2 separate regions of the Danio rerio genome follow, and region 1 is linked to region 2. The links are chromatin contacts, called in public Hi-C maps. All regions are on one chromosome and are shown on one strand. Each heading gives the region's core, a stretch centred on a gene start, on an enhancer-like site or on the middle of the called end of the contact. The rest is flanking DNA. Distances are from core to core; before and after follow the strand shown.

Region 1 (6,453 bases), core at 35-2,534, 76 kb after region 2:
GTATTATAAATTAGTACTATTCTGTCAAGATATTCGTCAAGAAAGTATTGTTCTTGAACATTAAGATACACATATTAGTTCAATGTCAACTTAAGAAACAGTCCGTACATTGTTTACTTTGGTACTTTGATTATTTAGTGTGAAACCGCATGTAATAATGACTTCAAAACATTAGCACTATTTAACTGACTGTGAACAACGTTATACTTTTCATTATTATTGGCTGATAATATTCATTCAATTATTTTCTTCAGCTTAGTCTCTATTTCAGAGATCGCCACAGCGGAAATAACAGCCAACTATTCCAGCATATGTTTTACACTGTGGATGCCCTTCCCACTGCAACCCAGTATAGGGAAATGGTCGATAATATGATGACCCAATTGCACAGAATACTTTTCTGAAATTATATTAAGATGAAAGTCTGAATGTGCAAATGTAAAACCAACTTTACCTCCGTTTCTTACCTCAATTTCTCAGTTTGCACTATATATGGGTTTGCATATGCACAACTCTGGTTTGCACTCCTTGTCATATGCCCTTAAGTGTAATTGTATTGTTTACAAATGTTTATTTTCACTTATATTCTTAGATTATAATATATCTGTAATTGTATTTTTTGTTTCAAAAAATAACAACAATAATTCTATTTTTTACATTAATATTACACGTTTGGCATCTAGGCAATTTCGATTCTCTTTATATCCTGTACATGTAGTTGATTTGACAATAAAGCTGACTTTGACTTAAACCACACATCTGACAAGATTGTTTTGTTACATATTTGCTGTAATACTACTGAACGGCGTTTTAGTGGCTGTCATGTTCCGATTTCTAATGAATTATGTGTCACCTAAAGAAGCAGGATGGTGCAAATCAAAGCATAATCATATCCACATTGTACATACCGCCGGACTGATGCCTCTTCTTGTGATTTGTCTGTGAAAACGGGTTTGGTCGGAGGGATGAATTTTGAAGGTCCATCTGACGCGTGTCTCATTACCGATGTCGACAAAAACCCTAGACATGAACAATAGAATGTTTTATGTAGAAATTAGTTTAAATATCAGGCACAGACAACAATCTGTATGCTCTTTAATCTACCACAGAGTCGGTGGTGTTTTTTTTAAGTATAGCGTCATTAGCATTCTTCTATTATTATCAACCAACATGAACTTTGTAATGTGTAATAGTTACATACTCTCAGTCTGAGGTATATTTCTTAAAAATCGTAACAAGCCCATCATTTCTCTCGCCCTCCTTGTGCACGCCGCCATGTTTGACCTCTGACAGTGGAGTGTGAACATGAAACATTCTGATTGGCTGTCTAGCCACAATAAAGAAGAATGTGAATGGCTGGATGAAGGGAACCCAAAATACAGTACAAGTTTACTGCATATGACTAAGAAGTATTACATTATTTTAATATAATTGTTGATTATTTTTGTATTCATCAATTATATATATTTCATTTATTAACACATTTATTAACTTGTAATAAAATATGTATTATTCATTTTAGTGTGATTTGTTTTAAAATTATTAAATAGTTTTTATTAATTGTTTGAATCCTATTTAATTAAATTGTTTTCTTACTGATTCGATGTGTTTAATTCATTTATATGAATTTATTTATCTTAGTATGTTGCTCGATTTTTTATCTCATTCTTATTTTTTAGTAAAATAAGTTAGCGTAGCGTTTAGATGTTAGCGTAGTGCATTGCATATTAAAACGGTGTGAATGGTGATGTTTTTTTAGGGCTTAATCAATGAAACTGTGCGCATGCGCCGAGGGGCTGATCCTTGGAGATCCTTGTGGCGGAAGGTTCGTGTTTAGCCCGAAGACGCACGTGGATCAGTGTGCCTTGTCTGCGGTGGTCAACAACACCATCACAAAGTGGACTATCTAACACTGACGAATCTACCAGCGGACTGCTTGAGCCACAGAGAAGTAAGATATTCGCTTACTAACTTTAACCATCAAACTTCTAAACTTATTTTGTTTGCTTAGTTACTTGTAACTTACAGTATTTATTTAAAGTGGCTGTGATATAGTAACTTATGCACCTAAAGGGTTGTTAGTAATTCGCTGTACCTCGTCCACACTGTTGATTTAACATTAATACTTATTATAATAGTATTGTTTACAATGCTTACGGGTTTGTGTCACTATTTCTTTATTTTAGAGATTAAAATGTATATGCCTTTATTTTTTAACTAAATTGGTGACCCCGGGCCCTTACTAGACTGTTTTTGCCTGCCTTGATGCAACCCAAACTATTTGTTTGACCCCTGACTTAGTTCATATTGATAACTCATTCCATATAGAAGTCAGCAATTGTAAGTCTCTATGGATCTAGTAATTACTACATTTGTAAGTCAATATAAGTTTTTCCTTTGAAAAGTTAGCTGAGATTTTAATAAATATTTAGCCAGTGCACACACATACAGGACCTGCTATACAAGTACAGTAAGCATAGTGGGAAAAGGTTTGCAGAGCATTAAATGAATGCTTTTTCTCTGTCTTTCTTCAGGATCATGCCTGTCGTGCGCTTCTACAGGACAGAGGAGACTGGAGAGGCTCGGGCCATAAGAAGGATTGCACAGCTGTATCCAGATGTCATTATAACAACAGAGCTTTGCTACAATGTAGAGCTGGATGGTATGAAAATATCATATAAAATGGAAAAACTATTGTGGCTATGTTGACAGTTGTATTTAAATAATGCTTTATGCAATATAGATTGTTACAAAGCAGCTTCAAACTTCTAAATTATTCTGCTTAATTCGTATTATTAATTAAACCACACTGCATAATGTTACTGTTTTTATTGAGTGTACGTCAGTTCTGTGTTGATACAGTTCAATTTAGGGCTGCACAATAGATTGTTTCAGGATCAATATCACATTGTGATCATTCCCAATGGTCACATCGCAGGATATGAAATGTTAAGTTTATATTATAATTAATCATTTGCATGCGTTTTTTTTAATGCCTGTGATTGTATAATACCTTTAAAAAGCATTCAGGCTTAATAAATTGTACCATTTGTGACTTAAACTAGGAATAATATTATTGAATTATTTTTATCATTTCGTTACTGTACTTGAATACTGTTCAATAAAAGTACTCAAGACACTTCTAAATACAGAAATGCACTGCAAATAGCACAGACCACATCGAAAATGTGTCGGTTGACCCAAAATGTTTATAGATTGTTTATTAGATTTTATGGAGATGCAAATACTAAACATTAATTCATCAATCTCTGACTAAACATGTGCATGAAAATACTCGCAACACATACTCAAAACACTTCCAAAAACAGAAATGCACTGCAAATAGCACAGACACCATGAAAATGTGTCAGGGGAGCCTAAAATGTTTATAATTTGCTTATTAGATTTTATGGAGATGCACTCGCACTGCAGAATCACCCCAATCGATCTAACAGTGTTAATTCTTTCCAAATAGAGATATTAAGTCATCTGGTAAAATTGTATTCATATCGCAATAAATCTTGCAAAATAATAAAAGAATGCAATGTTAGATTTTTCCAATGTCATGCAGCCCTAGTTCAATTTAATAATAGGATCAAAGTTGTAGCGTTTTGACGAAAATGAAACAAAAAAGCAGCTCAGATAACATTTGTCATTTTCTAGTTCAGTTAAGCAATATTTAGTAAAAATGCTATCTCACAAAATTCTTGACGAGAGTGGATTCTCTGTGGATGATCTACTAACACTGACTGCACAAAACAAAGATCAGCTCCTTTATAATGACCATAATAATCTACCAAAAGCAGTGCATATTAATAATAACATGGCTTGCTAATATGTTAAGATAACTTAATTCTCAGGCAGTTCAAATAAATAAACACAAGTGGAGAATACATTTTTACAGCACACTCTTGACATGTTTCTGCATTGCTTTTCCTTTAGCAGCTATCAAAGCATTTCAAATGCAAAATAAGTTGGATTGTACTTTTTAGGGGCATTAAATGTTGACATAAAGACCAAAAACATTGACTAGAGTAAACCTTTAAAAATGTATTTATACATCCAACTTATATAAAGTTTACATCTGAAACTAAAACTCTTAAAAATGCATATGTAGTCGGGCCAGTCGCATTAAAAAACTGAATATGATACTTTCTCTTTTTGTCATTGTCATCATCAGTATCTCCTCTTTTTCTCTTAGGTCCTGATTCTTTAAGTGTAGCACAAAAAGACATTTTGCGCTGGTTGTTTAGTCCACCATATTCTGTCAGTTTGTTAGAGGAGCCCACTCTAAAAGCAGAACATGGAGCAAGACTGGTGGAGATTGGACCCAGGTAACATCATATTATCATGGCATGTCACTGAAAATTTTTATACAGCTTATTTCACAATTATATCTTGACCACTGTAGGTTGAACTTCTCCACTGCTTGGTCCACCAATGCTGTATCCATCTGCCAAAGTGCAGGTCTGAGTCAGGTGACGAGAGTCGAGCTCTCCCGCAGACATCTCATCAAGGTTAGGAGAGCAGCTTTAAATAGACTTACATTACAGTTTTTTCCCTTGTTTTAATCAAAAGCTCTTATTTCTTCATCCCCATATAGCCCCAGGAAGGATGTAAAGTTGGCATGAAGGACGGAGAGATGGAGAGTCTGATTTCATGCTTGTATGACAGTATGACTGAATGTATTTACGCTCAGCCAATCACATCGTTCGCAGTTGATATTCGGCCACAGGATGTGTTTGAGGTGGACATTCTGGGAAAAGGGCGTGCTGCTTTGGAAAAGGCCAATGATGAACTTGGTAAGACACATGTTTAGAGTCTGAATCGCTTTCGCATTCACAAAAAGGTGATAACAATAAGACTGATAACTCAATAATGATAAAAATATACTTTTTTGACATGTGTCAGTGTACAAAGTTGCTTTGTGTACCATGGTATTACTAATTGGGAGGCAAGTAAATCGGCTTTATTTAAACCAAATGCTTTATTCTGCGTCCAAATACTCAGACTGTATGGGTGGCTCAACAAATGGTACTAATGAACACTTTGAGAGCGCTGTAATAATTTTGAAAATCATGATCAGCGTTTATACATTCCTGCCCAATATCAGATGGCCAGAAAGTGATTGTTTTATATTTAGGATTCAGCAAATTTAGAGACTGTAGTTTACACCATTATTTTGTAATAGATTCACTTTAATGTTGGTATGATTAAAAAAGGGGTCATAGATAATTTTCTAAACCCAAATGAGTAGCAGTTTGGACCCAGAAACATTCATACATTCATTACGACTTAACAAGTAGATAACATTCAGCACAATCTAAATGGGCAATCAATAGAAGCTAACAGTTAACTAGTAGTTTAATCACAAATATTCCATCATTATAGAGTACATGTACAACTTTATAAAAAATAACAATAGCATAACTTCTTGAAAGCTGTAGGAATATTTCAAGAGTAAAGATACTGAATATTTGGATATGAGATTCAATCAGCTGCATTAGAAATGCACATGCAGGCAGTGCTCAGTGATGACGTTTGCAAGTCTTTTAACAAATAATGGACCAGTATTTTAAGGTCACATGATAGTTAACATGATTAGGAGTTGTGTACATGTCACAAGATAAGTGGAGCCGAGTTGATTAGATCACGAGTTGCGTGAAGAGGGTGAATGAATGATGTATGAGAGACAAAGTAAACCAGTGGGTCACGCTAAAACAGAGATTAGTTAAGGTCTGCTGGCTTAGAAATAGTATTGTGAAATTGATTTCTGACCAAGCCCATGAAAATGTTAAAGTTTCCTGTTTTTGGAAATATGATCATTCTTTAAGGGGAAAGAATTGTTTATTTTAGAAAAATAAATCTTGGTGGTGTCTGCTCACTGAAATGGTTCTGGTTCCCATGCCAAATGTGTTGCTAAATTGTGTTTTTTAGTGAGATTAAGAATGATCCAGATACTACTTCAATAGCCATCTATCTAAAAACCTTCTTGAAAAAAAGTGTAATTAAAAAAAATGTGATTGATAAAAATGTGTTTGAAAGATAGAGATAGAGACCGCTTTAAGCCAAATTTTAATTCACACATTCCTGTTTTGTGTCATCAGTTTGGCAGGCAACCCTGAGTGCAGTAGCTAGTTTAGTCACTAGCTGTCAATAATAGACATTTCATCTTGAATTTTACCAAAGGTCTTTATGAAAGTGTTGCTATATATGTTACTAGGAAATATTAATGTTGGCCATATATTATTTTTTCTCTTTTACTGTGTGGATTGAGCAGGGTTGGCATTTGACTCCTGGGATCTGGACTACTACACTGCACTTTTCCAGAAAGTGAAAAGAAATCCCACAAGTGTAGAATGCTTTGATCTGGCCCAGTCCAACAGGTGTGTATGTGTGTGTGCATGTATGTGTGTACTGGTTTTGATGGTTTACAAGGACAGACATTTTAAT
Region 2 (6,267 bases), core at 1,092-3,591:
AAAATCATACTTAATGGTGTCATTTGACATTCTAAATTTTACACAGGTTTCCAGTGGGGGTTGGGTTTAGGGTACGGTTAGGGTCATATAATTAGATGCATTACAGTATAAAATATATTACACCCAGTGCTTAATTTAAGCTTCTTGCCGGATCCTGTTCCAGGAGAAGTCTGATATTCATGTTCTGAGTTCCGGTATTTATTTTAACTTGTGCATGGTTAATACCTACGTGTGTGTGTGTGTCTGTGTGTGTGTGCGTAAGAGAGAGAGAGAGAATGTGAAGGAGTGCAAGCCAAGGTTGTGTGGATTGTGTGCATACACACATAACGGTAGTCACCATGTGCATGTTAAAGCAGAAGGCACGTATAGCTATAGACCCTCAACAATATTTTCAGCCAATCGGCTTACTTATGTTTATAATTACTCTTATTGGTTGGTAATTGTTTCGCAAGCAGTGAGCAGTGAAATTAACTAATGGCATAGTGGCCAACCTAAATAATATTTGTATTTTCAAAATGGAAAAGAGGCAGTCAAGCATACTTTCATTTTTTAAAACCACAAGTAAATCTGATGAGCCTGATCTAAAGATCTTGAGAAGATGAAACTGCGCAATTGGATCAGGATAGCGTGAGACAGAAGCAAAGCGATCTCAAGACTAAGTGAGTCATTTAATTGTTTTTTTTTTTTTTCACTTTGCACATAATAGTGAAATTATTCAAACAATTTATGTTTGTAGCTACATAACTGACCTATAACGTTATATGGCACAAAATAATCAAAGACCGTTCCAGGAATTATTCATTTACAAATTAAGAACTGATTACGCCTATGGAGAATCCTTGTAAACTATCAATACCAATATGTGTGTGTGTGTGTGTGTGTGTGTGTGTGTGTGTGTGTGTGTGTATGTATGAGATACTGGTAATATTGATCTTCATTCTCCTTACCACTTTGATAATGGGCAGATCGAGTTACTGAACACACAATAGACAATTGCGAAAGGTACTAGGTTCTTTTTTATTACATCAGAAATCCAAGGAGCCATTTTGGCAGCTTAGTTCCTGCAAATATCTATTTATACTTTAAAATAGAAAAATACTTTACATAGTATGGAGAAGTATTATTTTTAAAAGATGTTTAAGGAAAATTCAGTATCTCATGAGATTTCCCTTTATTTTACCCATTTAAAAAAATGAGAGAAAAAAGCAGTGGCGTCTAAAATGTCCCAACTTAACAGAAAACAATATATATGTCTGAAAGCCAGTGGAAACAAACAGATGTGTTTGTTTTCATTTTTAGCATAGTTTAAACAGAAAAAGCTGAAGGGGAGGGGATAAATCCAAAGAAATCTAGTCAAGGCTGAGTCTTGAGGCTGCATCGTGGACCAGAGCTGTGTTCTGATTGGCCAAGAAAAGAGAGGAAGAGGAAGCATTGGCCAGAGCTATCATCCTACAATAAAGCACAAATGAGGCGAATGACAAGAAAAAAGAAAGGAGGACAGAAGATGAGGGCAGAGGGGAGAATGAATAATGAAGAAATGGATAGAGAGTACATATTAGAAAACGATAGATAGATAGATAGATAGATAGATAGATAGATAGATAGATAGATAGATAGATAGATAGATAGATAGATAGATAGATAGATAGATAGATAGATAGATAGATAGATAGATAGATAGATAGATAGATAGATAGATAGATAGATAGATAGATAGATAGATAGATAGATAGATAGATAGATAGATAGAAGATAGACTATAGCCAAATATATCTCTCTCAACATCTCACCCACTAAATATGAGTCAAAATTGTGAGATATACAGTCAAGAATTGCAAGAAAGCCCAAGAACTCACAATAAAATCACAATTCTGAGAAAAATAGTCACATGAGTGGATGTAAATTCAAAAAACTGAGGAAAAAACTGAATTTTCAGACATAAACAGATATAAAAATGTAATATTTTTGTTTTGCACAACTATGTGTTTACTGTATGTCTCTGAATTTTAAGTTTATATCTCACAATGTCCATTTTTATCTCACTAAACTGTGAGTGAAAAATGTTTACAGTATGAGAGAAGCAGGCTTCCATGCCAACACTCTTTTATTTCAGTTTTGATTAACCTATTCCAATCCTCATAATCTGCCTACTGTACAAACAAACACTTCTGAACTCGAACTGAAACTAATAAAGCAGCTCTAATAGTACTCACATTGCTGGCTTGGATCACATTCTGTGGTCATCTTCACATAATTAGTTGGAAACAGCCCTGTGACCCCTGCGACCTCTCCTTTCCACCAGTCAGGGTTGTCCTTGTTCAGTACGGTGATCAGCTGACCTTTCTGGAAGCTCATCTCGTCCTTATTGGCTGCTTTGTAGTCATACATTGCAATAACCTGACACACTACAGGGGGAAGAGGAGAAAAACAGAGAGAAGAATGGATGGATGGAGTAGAATGGGACAGAGAAGGCAAAACAACAGTGACACCACTGCACACAAAAGCATGAATGAAAAAGTGTGCTGTGAGTGTGTTTGTGTGTCTTACATGGTTGAGGTGCAGGTGTTATTTTGCCGCTGTTGGCCTCCAGTAATCGGACATTAGAAGATTGAAACCAGCCCTTTTTACGCTTCTTACCCCGTGCCTACAAGCACAGACATTATTTTTAAAACTCTAGTGACTTATATTGTTATTATTCTTACGATAATATTTTTTACTCACTAAACATACAGTTGAAGTCAGAATTATAATCCCTCCTTAATTATTATCCCCCCGGTATATTGCTATCCACAATGTCTGTTTAACAGAACAGAATAATTTAATGGTTAATTTCTAAAAATAATAATTTTAATAACTAATTTCTAATCACTGATTTCTTTGCCATGATGACAGTAGATAATATTTCACAGGATATTTATCAAGATATTAGTATTCAGTTTAAAGAGCAATTTAAAGGTTTAACTGGGTTAATTAGTCAAGTTAGGGTAATTAGGTAAATCATTATATAAGGATGATTTGTTCTGTAGACAATGGAAAAAATATTGCTTAAGAGGGCTAAAAATATTGACCCTAAAATGTTTTTTTTTTTATTATTATTAAAAACTACTTATATTTTTATTTTTCAATTATAATTAAAACAAAAAGACTTTCTCCACAAGACAATTTTTTATAGGAAATACTTCCTTGCTCTGTTAAATCTCATTTGTGAAATATTTGAAAAAGAAAAAAGAAAAGAAAAATCACAGTAAGGCTAATAATTTTGACTTCAACTGTACCTGTTACTTAATACTCACACAAATATACTTAAGTTATAATTTAACCAGTTTAGTAAAGGCACACTATGTAATTCTCCACTAGATGGCATATATTCACAACAATTAAATGCACCAAGTATAAAACACTGTATTTAAGTGTACAACAACACTTTAATGCACAATAGACATACGGTTAGGTAAAGTGATGTGCTGACCTGTAGTTCACCAAGCCACCAGCTGTTTGAGTTCTTATGCAGCACCACGATCAGCTGGCCAGGTGTCAGACTCAGCTGCTCTGGTGTTGTTGCAGGACTGACTGTAGTCACCTGAGCAATTTCTGAAGACCAATAAAAAGCACACATTAATCATGTTTACAAATGTCAAAGAGCTCGCTGTGATCTTTATTTTGCTGTGATTGTAACAATGCTCTTAAATCTCACCTGGCTTTTTACTGGGAACTGCAGAACTGGCAGTCTAAAACAATAATAATGCAGTGAGCATTAAAGCATTACATGCCATCATAAATGTCTACTGTATTAATGCTTAACATAGCAACTTATTTCGAAACAATTTTAAACGATTAATTGCAATTAAAAAGTTAGTATTTACATATTATATGTGTACTGTGTACAATTATTATGTATATATAAACACAAACATACATAAAGCAAAAAAGTATACAAAGCAATAATTTCTCAAATATATATACTTGCAGATACAGTATATATATATATATATATATATATATATATATATATATATATATATATATATATATATATATATATATATATATATATATATATATATATAAAACGGCTTTTACCCCTCAGTTTCTTTTAAAATGTAAAATTAAAATTAGAGAAATATCATGCGATACAGGTTTTTCTTTAATCTTTAAAAATGTAAAATATAAAAAATAAATAAATCATATTTTACAGTCTAAAACGATCATTTGCAGGAACTAAGCTGCCAAATTGGAAAACCCAGTACCATCATTTATTAAAGTATTAAACCCGTAAATTAATTAATAAATAAGATTCAAACGATAACTAAAATTGCATAATAGTTTCAATGATTTGAATGTTCATACATCAGGTTCTTTGGGTTTAACATAGTTGGAGGGGAAAAGGCCGGTCTGGTCACCAATACAGCCTCTCCACCACTCTCCTTCTTTCTCTGTAACCAGAACCACATCCTCTGCACTGAACGTCAGGTCTCCTGACTCCGGACTCTCATACGTGTACAGAGCCACATACTCTAACAGGATTAAACAAACACAAACCAATAAAATCCAATCTAATGTCATAATATCTCATCTGCATGACTAGAAATGGTCCTATAATAATGTAAATCGAGTCCTCACCATCAAGCAAACCAGAGTCTGACACTTCAATCTCCTCCACGCTAGAATACAGAGGCCTAAAAGAGACACCAAAACACTTAAAAGATTTCCAGCAGGCATGTCAAAACTACATCATATTGACATTAAGCATGATGCAAAAAACATGTCAAGAATGCAAATCAATTTGGCGTTAAAACTTTAACATCCACTTAACATCCAATTATTGATGCCCTATTTTCATATATTTAATAAAAGAAAAGTTGTATTTATGTAAAGGATTTAATTCTGAGTTACAAATTTACACTGGATTTTATGTCCCTATAATGCAAGTAAACTACCTTGACGTCAAAACAGACATCTAACAACATCAAACAGACATCTAACAAAAAACATGTGAGAAAACGATTTCAGAACTCTTCTGTTAGCGTTTATGACGTGTTTTTGACAACATTATTAAATATTAATTTTATGTTGTTTTTACGTCATCAACATAGTCAACTGACATTAAATAGACATTCATTTTTGAGGTGTTTTTTATGTGGTTTTGAATTCAAGGCACCCACTGTGTTAGTCTCCAGCTATATTACTACAAAGATATATTTATTGCCTACAAAAAAATATATATATATTCTTACTCGCTCTGTGTATTATTGGTGGTGACCACAGAGACATGTGAACAGGGGAACCAGCCCCGTTTCTCCTTGAGTTCTCCGTACCACCAGTTCTCCTGCTTCTCCAGAACTGTAATAATGTCGTCCTTGCAGAAGCCCAGGTGACTGTCAGTCTTAGCGCTCCACTCACACAGAGCAACAGCCTGCAGCACACAAACACACACATAATCAGAAGAGGATTTTTCCTTTTAACAATCCAAAAAATCCCTGATCATGTGTATTTACACATGCAAACCTGTGAGTGCTGTGTGTTTGTGGATACTGGGGTGTGTGTCGGTGTTGGTCCTTCTATGTCCACTCGAGGAATTCTGTAAATGTTAAGGGGTCATAAGGATTTTATTTATTTGGCATTCATTTACCAACAATAATTGCAATGTTTATTTTTGTAAATAACAACAGAATTATAAAACAAACCTAAATGTAGGGCTGCACAATATAGGAAAAATTTTCTTCGATTAATATTTTGATTTAAATACAGTTTTGCAAGATAGTTTGAATAGCTCTTTTTGACAGTTTCTGAGGAGTCTAACCATATCCAGGTACAGAAATTCAATGATTTTCTTACTTTGCTTTGACTCGTTTCTTCTCGAAAAGAATATCTCAAATTCTTACATCAAGTAAAAATATTTTGTTTTCAACTTCAGAAAAAATAAATCAAAATTAAGAGTTGAAATAATCTTGTTTTTGAATTGAAATGTAGATATCTGGACTAGCAGACAAAAATTACAAGTAAGAAAAATATTTTTTTCCCATATAAATAATTAAATACAATTAATATTTTCTTACACCTTAAAACTTCATCTTTGTTTGTGCCCAAATCTTTTAAACTGTCTTGAAATGCTCAGTCACAAGCTTTAAAAACATGAAAATTATTAACTTTCACTCTATTATGGTTAAACTTAACAGTACAAATTGCATGTGTTCTGTAGCTCCTGGTCAACTTTAAATCAGACTCAACATTGCAAAGCAATGTGACTATCGTACATGTGCAAATTGG

Evidence for each region. Hi-C and Micro-C count contacts between places; a contact is called where the count stands out from the background.
Region 1: a Hi-C map of embryo shows a contact between it and region 2, with 1.8 times the contacts expected there. The contact joins the promoter of mrpl19 here to the enhancer-like site in region 2. A contact is called at or near these places in 3 of 18 Hi-C or Micro-C datasets (caudal fin, embryo and an unstated tissue) and 2 of 4 datasets of contacts at active chromatin or transcription factors (caudal fin and embryo).

Annotation. Positions count from the first base shown.
Region 1 is chr20:28,119,699-28,126,151 of GRCz12tu, forward strand. It overlaps mrpl19 (mitochondrial ribosomal protein L19), which reads right to left and starts at 1,285. Exons shown (of 6, transcript NM_001003544.2): 1 at 1,202-1,285; 2 at 909-1,020. The coding sequence starts at 1,277. pfas (phosphoribosylformylglycinamidine synthase) reads left to right here and starts at 1,873. Exons shown (of 29, transcript NM_001045202.1): 1 at 1,873-1,951; 2 at 2,535-2,662; 3 at 4,202-4,334; 4 at 4,412-4,517; 5 at 4,604-4,802; 6 at 6,281-6,386. The coding sequence starts at 2,539.
Region 2 is chr20:28,043,035-28,049,301 of GRCz12tu, forward strand. It overlaps itsn2a (intersectin 2a), which reads right to left. Exons shown (of 38, transcript NM_001144800.1): 20 at 5,506-5,578; 21 at 5,235-5,413; 22 at 4,621-4,726; 23 at 4,348-4,512; 24 at 3,695-3,728; 25 at 3,470-3,591; 26 at 2,548-2,644; 27 at 2,214-2,405. Among named protein-coding and RNA genes, the nearest start is that of fam228a, 20 kb to the left of the region's middle. Within about 2 kb of position 2,342, at least 6 of the 62 cell types and tissues checked have an H3K27ac peak or open chromatin away from gene starts, as enhancers often do.